2 separate regions of the Mus musculus genome follow, and region 1 is linked to region 2. A link is a contact called in public Hi-C data. All regions are on one chromosome and are shown on one strand. The core of a region is the stretch at or near the end of the contact, and the rest is flanking DNA. Distances in the headings are between cores, read along the strand shown.

What was found. Hi-C and Micro-C count contacts between places; a contact is called where the count stands out from the background.
Region 1: a Hi-C map of nephron progenitors shows a contact between it and region 2, with 2.6 times the contacts expected there. The contact joins two enhancer-like sites. A contact is called at or near these places in 5 of 484 Hi-C or Micro-C datasets (embryonic stem cells, nephron progenitors and reprogramming fibroblasts) and 1 of 115 datasets of contacts at active chromatin or transcription factors (pancreatic cancer cells).

The regions. Positions count from the first base shown.
Region 1 is chr13:38,425,815-38,432,623 of GRCm38.p6, forward strand. All of the region lies in intron 1 of Bmp6 (bone morphogenetic protein 6), which reads left to right. Among named protein-coding and RNA genes, the nearest start is that of 4930579J19Rik, 33 kb to the right of the region's middle. Within about 2 kb of position 4,062, at least 4 of the 459 cell types and tissues checked have an H3K27ac peak or open chromatin away from gene starts, as enhancers often do. A contact at or near this core is called in nephron progenitors, where this site is marked.
Region 2 is chr13:38,288,747-38,295,149 of GRCm38.p6, forward strand. No RefSeq gene overlaps it. Among named protein-coding and RNA genes, the nearest start is that of Gm47978, 21 kb to the left of the region's middle. Within about 2 kb of position 1,890, at least 41 of the 459 cell types and tissues checked have an H3K27ac peak or open chromatin away from gene starts, as enhancers often do. A contact at or near this core is called in nephron progenitors, where this site is marked.

The sequences.
Region 1 (6,809 bases), core at 2,812-5,311, 140 kb after region 2:
CAATGGGAAACTTATTCTCTATGATATACTTTCTGATTGATCAATGTCTTCCCACATATGTGTTGAAACAAATCAACTGATGACTACAAAGGATGAACAGTTTCCTTTCGAGTTCTCAACGCCAAGCAGTAAAACTGTTAATTGTCTGAAAGCTAGTCCAAAATTCAAGTGGAGCCTACTAGCCACATGGTATCAAAGTTTGACTAGGGAAGTTTTGCCCTCTCTTAGTTACATAAACAAAAGATGTATTTCATTGAGTGTGGCATCTTAAAACTAGACAAAATACAGCCATTAATTTCAGCCTATGAAGAATCAATGTAATTTCATTTTTCTGCATTGAAAACTCTGAGCTTTGGGGCCCTGTGGTATCCTTTCTGTGCTCATTGTAAAACGTGCAGATGGCTAGAGTGGATGGAGCATTCAGGTGGTAGAGAGAGGGCCCAACTGTCATGCTAAGGAAATCCGATCTCTTTCAGATTTCCCCAGACTATAAGCTAGAGGCAAATACAAAGAAAATAAAGTGTCCCTGTCCTACTTTGCTTTCCATTGCTGTGATAAACCATGACCAAGAACAACTCAAGGAAGAAAGGGTTTGCTTCATCTTTCAATTCTCAGGTAACACTTAGAAACACCTTGGGTAATGTTTGACCACTGAAGGAAGCCAGGGCATGAACCTAGAGGCAGAAACTGAAGCAGGGGCCGTGGAGAAATGCTGTTGATTGGCTTGTCCTGTCCTGGTTTGCTCAGCCTGCTGTCTTATACAACCCAAGACCACCCGCCTGGGTGTATCACCACCCACAGTGGGCTGGGCCCTCCCACATCAATCACTAATCAAGAAAGTGGTCCCCACAGGCTTGCCTCTGAGCCAATTTGGTGGAGACATTTTTTTTTTTTCCTAGTTGAGGTTCTGTCTTCCCAAATGACTGTTCTGTCAATTTGACAAATCTAACCAGGACATTTGTTAACTTATACTTTGGAGAACTTTTTTTTTTCTTGCCACTTAGATTTAAACAAAAAAGAAAAACCCTGTCTCCATCTGCCTCTGCGTTAGCTAAGCTTTTCTTTTAGCCACTTAAAGCATAGGGGTTTCCCATGGCTCACGCTTCCGGAGAGCACGGTCGATCACGGCACGGTGACTGGAGCGCTCAGGTTTTGGCAGAGCCTGGGAAGTGGCTGCCTTACATTTTCACAGAACAGGACACAGAGAGCAAAAGTGGAAAGGGCCAGGCTATACCATAACCAATCATCCAAAGGTCTGGTCCCAGGGACCCAACTCTGTCAGCCATGCCTCCTGCCCAGAAGGGTCGTAACTTCCTAAAACAGCAGCTCCAAGTTGGTCCTCAGTGTTCGAGCATGAGCCTACAGCAGACACCTGACAGTTAAAACATAACAGCTGCCATCTGTATTTTCCCAGGGCTTCCCAGGGCTTCAACATCCCCTTTCTTTTTTCCTTGCCTCCCTCTCCCCCTTTTGTTATTTGATTTAGTGACTCAGAGTTTTCAGGTATCTCTGTTACCTACTGGCACTGGACCAAAGTTTATTTAAGTGACTAATTTTATCTTACTCCTGGACTTTAATGGAGATAAGAATTTAGAACATAAAGACACACAAGTATCATGGAAGGGGCCTCTTCCTCCTCTACAATTAGAAAATCCATTTATTTAATGAATCTCTAATGTCTTCAGGTGTGTGTGTGTGTGTGTGTGTGTGTGTATGTGTGTCTGTCTATGTCTCTCTGTGTGTATATCCCTGTGTCTATCTGTCTGTGTGTTTCTTTCTGTGTCTCTTTGTCTGTGTGTCTCTCTGTGTGTATCTGTGTTTTTGTGCCTTTGTGTGTGTGTCTGTGTGTGTCTCTCTCTGTATAATGTCTGTGAGTGTGCATGTCTGTACATGTCTATGTGAGTCTATGAGTGTATCTCTCTCTCTCTCTCTCTCTCTCTCTCTCTCTCTCTCTGTGTGTGTGTGTGTGTGTGTGTGTGTGTATTTATGTGTAGGTCTATGACGCTAAGGATTGAATTCTGAGTGCCACACACTCTCTCTTCCTTTGAGCCCTGTAGTGACAATACTGGAGTTTTTTGTTTCTTTAAACACACACACACACACACACACACACACACACACACACACACACACACAGGCTGGAGAGATGGCTCAGCATTTAAGAACACTTCCAGAGGTCCTGAGTTCAATTCTTAGCAACCACATGGTGGCTTACAACTATCTATAGTGAGTTCTGATGCCCTCTTCTGGTCTGCAGGTATACATGCAGATAGAGCACTCATAACATAAATAACACACACATACACACACAGAGAGGGGGGGGATGGGAGATATTATAATTTTTTTTTATCCTAGGTGTGGGCTGTGGGGCTGTTTCAGGTTGTCCACAGCAGCTGACTGTGATTTGCCTCATGCTCTAGCAAGGGCTTGATTTTGCCAGCTGCAGATAGTTTCTCTGTGACCATGTGATGTTTGGAATTCTGGGAACTTTTCAGAGGGTATGTAAATGCTAGGTCCCCAAGAGGGTGGGAGTGGGCACTGGGGGCTATTGGTGGTTGTTGGTCCAGGTTGGTTAGGTAGTCATGTGCAAAGAAAGAAACAAGAAGAAATGAAATATTCTACCTATAAAGATCAAATTTGTCCCAAGGAGCTCGAGGCTCCTAAGCAGCAGAAAGTAGTCCAGCAATAACGTCACCCCTTTCTGACCCTGATTTTATCTGGGGATCACACCCCTTTCCTTTCTAGCCCTTTGTCTCTCATCTAGTGCTAGGGGATTAAAAGGGTGGAAGAGGGTGGAGAGGGTGGGAGAAAGAAGAACCCACAAAGTAGCCAAAGGCCAGCCACACAGCCCTGCAGACCTAGTGGTTTTTTTTTTTGGTTTTTTTGTTTTTGTTTTTGTTTTTTAATGTGTTAGTCACAGTCTTAGGTTCAAGAAACAGAGCTGCCCTGCCCTTCCATCAGTGTCTGTTCTATACATAGGAAGAGTCTGCTCGAAAGCCATTCAGTCCAAGAAGGGGACCTGTTACTGAGCGTAGAAGAACTGTCGTCATTTTTCCTGACTCTATTTCTGATTCCATGGCCAAACTAGGTATCTAAGTATTAGCTTTCGTTTACTGAGAATGTGTGTGTATGCACATGCATACATATTACATAAACGTTTTACTTTTCCCCACTTCAATATGGTGCTTGCCAAACTTTGCCAGGGCGATTAAAAAAAAAAAAAGCCCTTCACAGAATTCTAATTATTAAATCCTAAGTACTTGTATTGTTCCAGGTTTAACCCTATGAATATAATATCTTTGAACAGGTGAAAATTCCCTTGTCTATTTTGAGTTTTGGGCATATCTAGATTTTCTGTTAGAGCTAACAAGAAGGATTAGCAGTCTCACCTGGTATCCTTTCAGGATAGCCTGGAGTAATTGCCAAGTTCCTGGGCAATGCTTTATACAACGTGGAGTTCATAAAGGCTATCTTTTTGGATAATGCTACACACTGACAACACAGGTGTGTTAAGTGTCCATATCTATTCTGTGTACATATCATTATGGTCTTGGTCACAGGCATTTGTAAGTGTCGAGTAAAACCTGCATCGTTTTAACTTGAGACCCTGGAGGCTGCCATTCCTGTTCCCTGTTATATTCACTTAAAGAAGCAAGCTTGCTCTGCTCTCCTGTTGGAGTGATTTAGGATGGAATATTAATGGCATGGCTGCAGGGGACACATAGGAGGGAAAGCAGGTCTAGCCCTGTTGGCGTTTTGGAAAGGTCTCAATTAACAGGAATAAGCGGGAATCAGTAAGCATGTATTTTGTGACTAACCACAGAAAACAGTGTCACTATCCGGCTCAAGAGCTTTGCCGTTTTCTAAGGGCCTTTGTAGGAAAGCAAAACACAACCCCGTGAGGAGCATGTTGAGGGTCAACGAGACCATGAATTATTCTAGCACAGAAGTCAGAAGGCCATTAAAAGCTGAAAACAAAATACAGTGTGTAAAGTGGCCCAGGGAGGATGAATGGGGTCGGCACGGAAGGCACATTGGAGTCTGCTTATCTCTGGTTGGACCGACACACAACTCCAGCCTCATGACTGCTCAAGTGTGAAGGGTCCACTTGGAAAGAATGTGCCCTTTCACACACAAACATGGCTGCATTCTGAGCCACGAGTCAGCAATGCACTTCAGAATATTAGCACCAAACATGTCCACAGAGCACACCCAACTTAATTAAATTGACCAGTTGCATCCGCCCTCCCAGGGTGAGTGGTCCCTTGTGTTTCTAGCACCTGGACCTCTTGTTTCAGAGATCAAGGCCCTCAATGGAGGATGACATATTTTGTAATCTATCCCTTCTTGGTGAAGGTGTTTTCTTTGTTGGCAATCACTTTGTAGGGAAAGTGAGATGTTAATCTCTCATGTCTTGTTCCCAGGACTTCCAGACAGCTAATTGACTTACACAACTACCGTTGTGACCCTTTAAGGTTCTCGTCTTGTAGCTATGTGAACCGTGACTTCCTTCCTTCCCTTACAGGGATACTTGACTTCTGTCATGAGAATGCATTGTCTTGGCTCATGATGTCTTCTGTGATTCTAAGGACCACATCCTCACTGAAACTACCAAGCACAGCGGAGTGGTGAATAGCGACTTCTGCTGCTGGCGTCTGCCCTTAGTTGTTCGCCTCTGTGAATTTGCTGACATTGCAGTGTTTTATATCCCAGTGGAATTAGTGCCTTCCACTTAAGGCTAAAATTAGTTTATCTTATATGAGCGGAAATTGGATTACTAATTTTTTTAAAAAAAGAAAAATATAGTTTAGAATTAAAGTCCCATGTTGTGAGAGGCCAGCTCATTTAACATAGTGAAGAGACAAGAAATAAAGCAGTCTCTGTAACCTGGGATGAAAGGGGATATTAACTCTCCTGTCCAGTGTGAGTCATAATACTGAATTGTAAACTGTCTCCAGCATTATCTTTCTGATAAGAGGACTCTACAGTCTACCGGCTACCCCATCCCAATCCTTAACAACACTCTTGGCTCTAATCTGAACATCTCTTGATTCAACTTGTGTCAGTGTTCTTTTTACTCTTGAAAATAGAAATCAGCGAGCAAGCCAGATGGTCCAGTGGGTAAAGGCTCCTGCGGTGAAGCCAGACAAACTGAGTTCAGTCCCCAGAGCCAACATGGTAGAAAGACAGGACTGACTCTCAAAAACATCCTCTGATCTTCATACGCTTACTTTTCTCAACACACACTAAAAATGACTAATGTAATAAATTTAAAAATATATAGTGACTGGTAGGAGAGAGGAGGAGGTTGGGGGAGGATGTTTGAAAAAGTCATATGGAAACCAGCTACCTTTTAAGTTATACACACACACACACACACACACACACACCAAAACAAAACAACAAAAAACCACATGTTTAATTGGAGTTGACATGGGAGAATAACCCACCTGGAAACTACAGACTGATGAACAAAAAGCCCAGTTCAAATTATAGGAAACCTTCCCTTTGAGTCGTTGGCTGGGTGTGTCCCAAAGACCCCTCAAAATAATACAGGTTATGGCCATTGTTCTTGGTTGCCTATCAGAACTTTATGATAAGATTCTATTGCTGAAGACAACTGAGCCATAGAATATGGAAAAATTGAGCTGGTATTGACCAACAGGCTTCCTCAATACTGGCTAGCTTTCATAGTATTAGGAGGTACTATGTCAGCTATTGAGGGGGAGATCGTCTATAGTTTGTGGATTTGTGAACTTCAGTAATGGCCTATATGGCCAGACATGCCAGTAGGTGCAATAATGGCACAAATGTTATGGGTATACCTGGCCACTTGCAGATCGGATTTAAGGTCTGATCCACACACATGGAAGAGTAAATCTGATTAAGAACCCATGGCTGAGAGCTCAGGGTAAACCTACTACCGCTATTTACTAAATGGACATGGTATCAACTGCCCTATAAACTCAAAGATCTCTCGCTCTTCATAGATTAGTGAGATTATCAGTCCTCACCAGAGAAGCCTCTTTGTACAGTAGATGGCAGCTAACACCGAAATTACAACTGGCCCAAATGCAGAAGAGAAGTGTCTGTGGAGTGCTCAGTCATAATGTGGGACATTTATGTCATATTCCTCCTCCACAAGGCTTAGAGATTGTCACAGAAAAGACAATAAAATGATCCTAAGAAAGAGAGAAGTCAGGGAAGACTGGGGCAAAGCAGTATGTTCTGGACATGGCAAGACTGTTTCACTCACGAACTCATAGCATCTGAGACCGCCTGTACAAGATACAAGATGAAGCCAGTCAACACTACAGCATGTAGGAGGAAGGGGTTCGTAGTGCCCCTCCCCAACTCCAGCTGAGCTGCTGTTGATATGTGATGGCTACTAAGGTTTCTATTAAGGGTGGTGCCTTTGGTAGATTAGCGGTGTTTCAGTGGATGGCCCCACACCTATGCATGTAAGGACAGTAGAAATCGGATTCAATGGATTATTTGAAGGAAACAAAATTTCATAAAATTGGGATGCAGTTTGGGGTATGGAAGGTAGATGCAGGAGGAGTTAGGGGTAGGAGTAGAGGTGAATATGACCAAAAATACATTGTAAGCATGTATGAAACTCTCGACAAATTAGTAAAAGCACTATAGTAGAAAAGAAACAGAAACCAGTGGGCAATTGTCCTATAGAGTAGTCTCCTAATGGTTATAGTTGACAGAGTGGTACACTCCGGGATTCCTCACGTTCCATCTCCAGTCTTTTAATGCATACATTGATTGTCCAAGCGTGGTCTGTAATTCAGCAATGTCAG
Region 2 (6,403 bases), core at 640-3,139:
GCCAGCAGGGAAGAGGTCTCCTGGGAAGCCCTCACTCTTAGAGAGACATCCTGTTTACCATGAGTCACTTGTGAGAGTGTGTCAGCTAGAGTCTTCTGGTAACTTGCTAATGAAATGCTCTCTGTTAAGGATGTATATAGAAAGGTATAAATAGGTGGAAGGTTTTCTAAATAACCCTGGCTCACGGTGAAGTGGTAAGGGAGTTATTAGTTCTTTTCAAGGCGAAACAAAGCAGCTCTTCAGCCTCTCTTACCGCGCTTCAGCTTCCAGCTTCATCCTAGGACAAACAAGTCACCCCCCATTTAAAGAAAATGAAATCGCTGTTCATGATGGGGTGGCTTCAGAAAAAAAAAAAAAAAAAAAAAAAAAAAAGCCTGGCCTCTGGAGTTCCAACTTTAGTGGGCCTCATTCTTACAGACTCGAAACCTTGTGGTTTTTTGGTAGGAGGTAATTTCTGTGCTGGTTGGGATTTGAAGGAGCTGGCCCGCAGTTCAACCTTGCTTAAATTAGAACAAGATGTCACCCGTGGTCTTGCTCCCGTAGTGGGCTCTTGAAAGTAGACTGTCAGAGGGATACATCTTAGGCCATTCCTGGGGATTCCTGTTAGTTTCCATGACCAGAAATGACACCGCCATTCTGTCACTGCCCTTCCTGAACTGAGTAGGGACTGTGAGTTGTTATGGGTGGTTTTCTTTTTCTTTCTTTTTTCTTTTCTTTTCTTTTCTTTTCTTTTCTTTTCTTCTCTTTTCTTTTTTTTTTCCAGGCAAATGAAGGCAATGGCAAATAATATTTCATAAAAACAAGTGACAAATTTCACTCAAGTTACTGACACATTCAAGGAAAAAATGAGTTTTTGCTTTGAAGCTAACCAGAAACAAATGGGACCATTTCTCCAAAGGAAAGGTTGCGAGCTTAGTTATGATCCATGTCCCAGAAATCTAGGAAATTATACATACCGTCCCCCTGTTTATAATATGAATAACATGATTGTGTGCTGGGGTCAGTTATAGGTCAGAGGAGAATTTACTGCTTGAAACAGCAACTGTATCAAGGCAGAAAAGAGAGCCATTAACCCCTTATCGACACCACTCAAATGCCTGCATTTTAAGGAAAACTTTGGCAACTCCTTAACGTTAGGACCTGAGTATCCAATGTCTGTAGAGACCTGTCCGAAATTTTCTCTAATGAAAATATTTGGGAGACCTAGAAGCAGGGAATGGTAGAGGCTGTCTCACCTCCAGGAGGCCAGGCTGTGTTGCTCTCAAGCGAATTGTATGTGGTGTCAGAATGAAGCTGTCTGCAGATAGCTTCATTGTTCTGGGTTCTGGGGATGAAATGTTGTGGTTGGTCCTGCCGTACTGTTCGGGAGCTTAAAGTTGTAAGTGCGCTGGGAGTTTTTCCAAGTGCTGTTTGCTTTGTCTCCATTTAGTTTACCAACCATGGAGTGCATGCTGTCTTTTTTTTAAGGGATGAGGGATACTTGGCCCAGAGAGGTTAAGCAAGCAGCGTGCACTTTAATGTACAGTAAAAGGCCTCACACCCAAGCTTCTCGGAGTCCAGAGAACTCTTCCCTCGCATGAGCGAGCCCATACCAGATGCTGAAGGTCACAATGGAAGAGTGCAGGCGGGAAATCAGGCCAGGCTGAGGGGTCCCTGGGGTCCTGCCTCAGTCACAGTTTACAGCCGCTCCCTGCCTGACTTCACTGGGGGTGGGGTGTAACAACACTGAAACTCAAGCGGCAGTCCCCAGTTCAGCCTAGGGGGCGAGGGAAGAAGAAAGAGGGTGTGTGGAGGATGCGTGGATGCGGGTCCATTGGCAGCCCTAGGGCGAGCAGACCAGGGAGGGATCTGGAAGGCTAGACCCAGCTGGGAAGGGCCTATGGCCGCGTGGGAGGAGGGTGCGGTCCCAAGGCAGGATTGTTTATAAGCACCCCTGGCCTTTTTAAAGCACCAGCGGATGGCGCCACCGCCTTCGCTTCTACTTGAAATCCTCTGTGAGTCACGGGGGCGGGGGGGGGGGGTGGTGGTGGTGCCTTTCAGCCACCTGCAGTCCCCAGTCTGCCCCTCTGTAGAAAATGTAGCCCAGCCAGGGAGCAGAGGGTTGGGTGTCCCGCAGTGATGCGGACCAGCTGTGGGCAGATTGCTCATGAACTCTGCATCCTCCTTTGGGGGTTAGGATACCCATCTTATGCAATTCTTGTCCAGCTCTGTGCAGCGTTTAGAAAGAATGTCTGGCACCCAAGAAAAGCTCAGATACTATTAGTTTCTGAGAGAAAGAGAGAGAGAGAGAGAGAGAGAGAGAGAGAGAGAGAGAGAGAGAGAGAGAGAGAGAGAGAGAGAAATTGTCGTTGCCTGTTTCTGCCGGTGTTTCTGCGAATGATCCTGTTAAGGAGCGGTGATAGTAATGTCTTTGAAAGCATGCATGCCAATGGCTCTGCTTCTCTTTTACTCTAGCCTTGCAATGTTCCCAGACACCATACTTAGGATAGAAAAAATAAATAAAACATGGCCCCTTAGATCCTGTGAGTTCAAGGCCAGTCTGATCAAAAGGGGCAGTTTCAGGACAGCCAGGGCTACACAAAGAAATCCTATCTCAAAAACAACAACAACAACAAAAACAAAAAACAAAAAAAAAATAAAACAAACAAACAAAAAGCCCAAACCAAACAAACAAACAAACAAAACACAGGCAAAACAGCTGCTACATATAGCTCCCCAAAGCAGTTAAGGGCGGTTATCCTTGTAACCAGACCTGGCCTTTAACTCTCAGAGATCCCCTTGCCTCTGCCTCCTGAGTGCTAGGGTCAAAGGCCTAAAGTGCCAACACCACCCCGCTTGCCCTTGTTTCTAAGTAGGATCTAAGCTGGAGCTTGCTGTTGTAGCGCTTTGGACTCCTCTTGCTGGTGAGAGGCCAAAATCCAGTTTGCAGCTGCCTTGCTCAGGCCGGCCTTCTTCCTTCAGATTCTGACTCCTGGCATGTGTTTAGCTCAGTGCTACAAGCTGCCAGCTTCCCCGGGCAGGATGCAGACCCAGGAGCTTTGAGTGCCCACTTCAGGTCCCATTTTCTCCACCTGGCTTCCAAAATTTGCTGATGGTTTCTCCTTTGTCTGATTTCCCCAGCTGGACATTCATCTTTCCACCCTAACTGCCCAGCCTGCTGACTGCGTTCATGGCCCCAGATGCAAAAACCAGCCACATAAGCTGTGGGTGGGATAAACCCGTTGCTCAGTATCTTCAAGCTGAATAGCCCTTGATGGCTAGGGCAGCTAAAGACAGCCCGGACAAGACAAGCCAGGAAGTGGGAATGGAATTAGCACATTCAGGAGAAGGTGGGACTGTGGACTGTGTAAAGGCCTGGGATCCCTAGAAAGGAAAGGAAAGGCTGGGAGAAGATGATGGGTACAGAGGGAGAGAATGGAGAATTGAAAGCCATGCAAGTGCTTAGGTAGTACTAGGGACAGTACAAGGATGAAAGAAGCATCCTCACATTTGGGGAAGATGCTGTGAATAGCCGACAAGATGCATGACACTGTTGCTCTCTGAATAAGGCTCTACACGATGTGCCTTTGAAACATGAAGTTCTCTTTAAGCAATGTTGTTTCCTGTGGGCATCAGGCAAGGCTTAGGAAATTCTTGCATTGCTTAACGATGAGTATACCCTCTAAGGAAGGCATTTCTGGTGTGTGTGGGGCGGTTACTTTGTCGCTGTGTGAGCATCCTAAGACCACTCACACAAACCTGCACGCAACAAGCCAGTCACCTCTTGTAGCCTCTTGATGCAGCCTAGAAATACTAGCCGCAGGATGGACAAGTGTCACAGGGCTGGTGACTTTACAAAGTTTGTATGAGTAAGGCGCGAGAGCTGTAAGAATGATACACGAAAAGCCAAGGTGCACAATGGTAATGTCGTCACTCGTGGCTGCTGTGGATCGTGCATGCCTGTGTGTGTTTCACTTTAACACACAGCCTCACCGCAGACACATGATGGGTACCCCACTATGTATTGATGACTTCAGTGGGAATGGTGATGGGAACGATCCAGCTCCGTTAGTATCTTCATCACTATATGAGTCTGTCACTAACTAAAATGCCATTATGGAGCAAGTGATTGATGGGGTCAGACAGGCTAAGAGCAACAAGCAAACTTCATATTTCAATGTCCACAAAAATTCACAAAGAAAATGTCCATGTTGTGTTGGTCTGGGAATTATCACTGTGCTGTCTCTGGACTCTATGGTCTCTCCCTCTGTCTCTCTGTCTGTGTCTGTGTCTGTGTCTGTGTCTGTGTCTGTGTGTCTGTCTGTCTGTCTGTCTGTCTGTCTCTCTCTCTCTCTCTCTCTCTGTGTTACTTGAGATAGAACACAGGAATTTGTGCATGCACGTACACTACCCCGAGCTACACCTCTATTCCTTGTCTCTCTTTGACATTGAAGTATTCCATATATGATCCAAGAGATTGCCAAGAGAGGGGTCACCATGATAGACCATCCTGCTGGCGAGGGGGGGGTGGTTCATGGGTCAGGCCTAGATGTATCTTAGATAACTTCTACCAACTCCACATTCATAGTACCCAGGCTTGCTTCCCTAACTGCTAGCAGACTGGAAAATGTGGGTCTGGAAAAAGAAAAAGGAAAGTGGGATTTGATGAATATATAGCATTGTCTCTGCTACCGCTGGCAGCTTAGGAGCTGTTATTTACAGCTCAATCGCAGTGATAGAGCATCTGTGCCTGTGCATGTCGGGATGTGGAGAACATTTTCTATTATAGCTGCTCCCGCCACTGGAAATGAAGCATCTTGAGTTGGTGATGCGCTCAGCCTATCAGATCTGAACAAGGAGCTCAGCACTCACACAGCGCACTGTGCGGGACTCACTGTTCCCTCTTATGCTTTCAAGGCTGCGTTTGTCCCTCAGCCCCAAGGAGGAGGAAGGGCCAACACAGGCCATATGATAGCCATATCTTACCAGCCTAGGAAAAGACCCAAATTCCAAATTCAGGTTCTGATGAATGTACATCAATTTCACGCCTTCATAAAGTTGAAAAAATTATCCATTTGAATCATCTAAAGCCAGGGGCCACAGTCCTCTGCTTCTGCCTGGACTGGCCAGTCCGCTGTTAATAAATACCCTCAATAGGAAATCGGTGAGTGAGATCACTCTCTTGTGCTAAATGGTTGATGTTGGCTAGTGAAAAGAAGAGTGGTTACTTCCTGCCTGTTTGATTGTGTCGAGACACGAGCTCTTTATGTGCCCTCGAACTCGCCACATAGACAAAGATGGCTTTGAACTCAGAAATCCACCTGCCTCTGCATCTCAAGTACTGGGATCAAAGGTGTGCACCGCCACACCAGGCTAGAGGCGTTACTCTCTCTGATTACGTAAGCAGGAACACAAGGCTTCTGGTGTTCAAGTACATGGGTGACTCCCAGTTCTGGTCCTTTTAATCATTCACAGTCTCACTGATCAGTAGGAAGGCTGCCACAGGTAGGAGAACACAGGGCTTCTCCTGTTTCTTTATTTACTTTCTTAAACTGTTATACAGAAACATAGCGATTATGTATACTAATGAGGATTCTGTGCAGTGTCTCCATACCTGTATCTGTGTACTACATATACAATGTGTTAAACATGTTCCCTCAACTATTCATCCTTTCCTCCCAGTGAAAACATCTCTGTCTCTTTCTTCTGGAGACGCACACTGGGTGGCTATTATCAAGAAACTATGAGTAGTGCAACACTGTACCACCAAGGCTTCTGAACTCTATCTAACTGTAAACTAGTGTACACTGGTCAACTTCTCCACACCCCTCCCTCACCCTAACAGCTATTTGACGTCTAGGGTGTGTTGCACACAATGGTAAGATCTGTCCCGGAGAAAACCATCAGTCCTGTACTTTTTCTGTGCCAGGATGGATCAAGTAGGAGAAACCAAACTATTTATTATATCAGCTATCACACATGTTGTGTTATGAAGGCAAGGCAAGGGGCCAACACTTGTGCAATAATGACCTTTTTTTCCAATGTCCAAAAAGTGTGAACAGTAAATTTTCTTATGATGTCTCAGAGTCAAAACGATGCTTGAAGCAAGACGATTACACAGAAATACACTAATGCATTACTTTCTTTCCAGAGCGTGTTGGGTGGAATATATGATATTGCAGTGGGTAATTTTATATGTCAGCCTGGCTAGAGTAAGATACCAAGATAACTGATGAAATGTCACTCTAGGTGTTGCCATGAATTTAATATTAATTTTGATTTAATAATTAAAATCATTAGATTGAGTAAAGTAGGCGACCCTTCATAAACTGCAAATCACTTGTCTTCCTTAGAAATCGATCGATATGTTTGTCTGTCTGCATCCATTATTTTGAAGATAAGATTTTACTCTAGCCCAAACTGC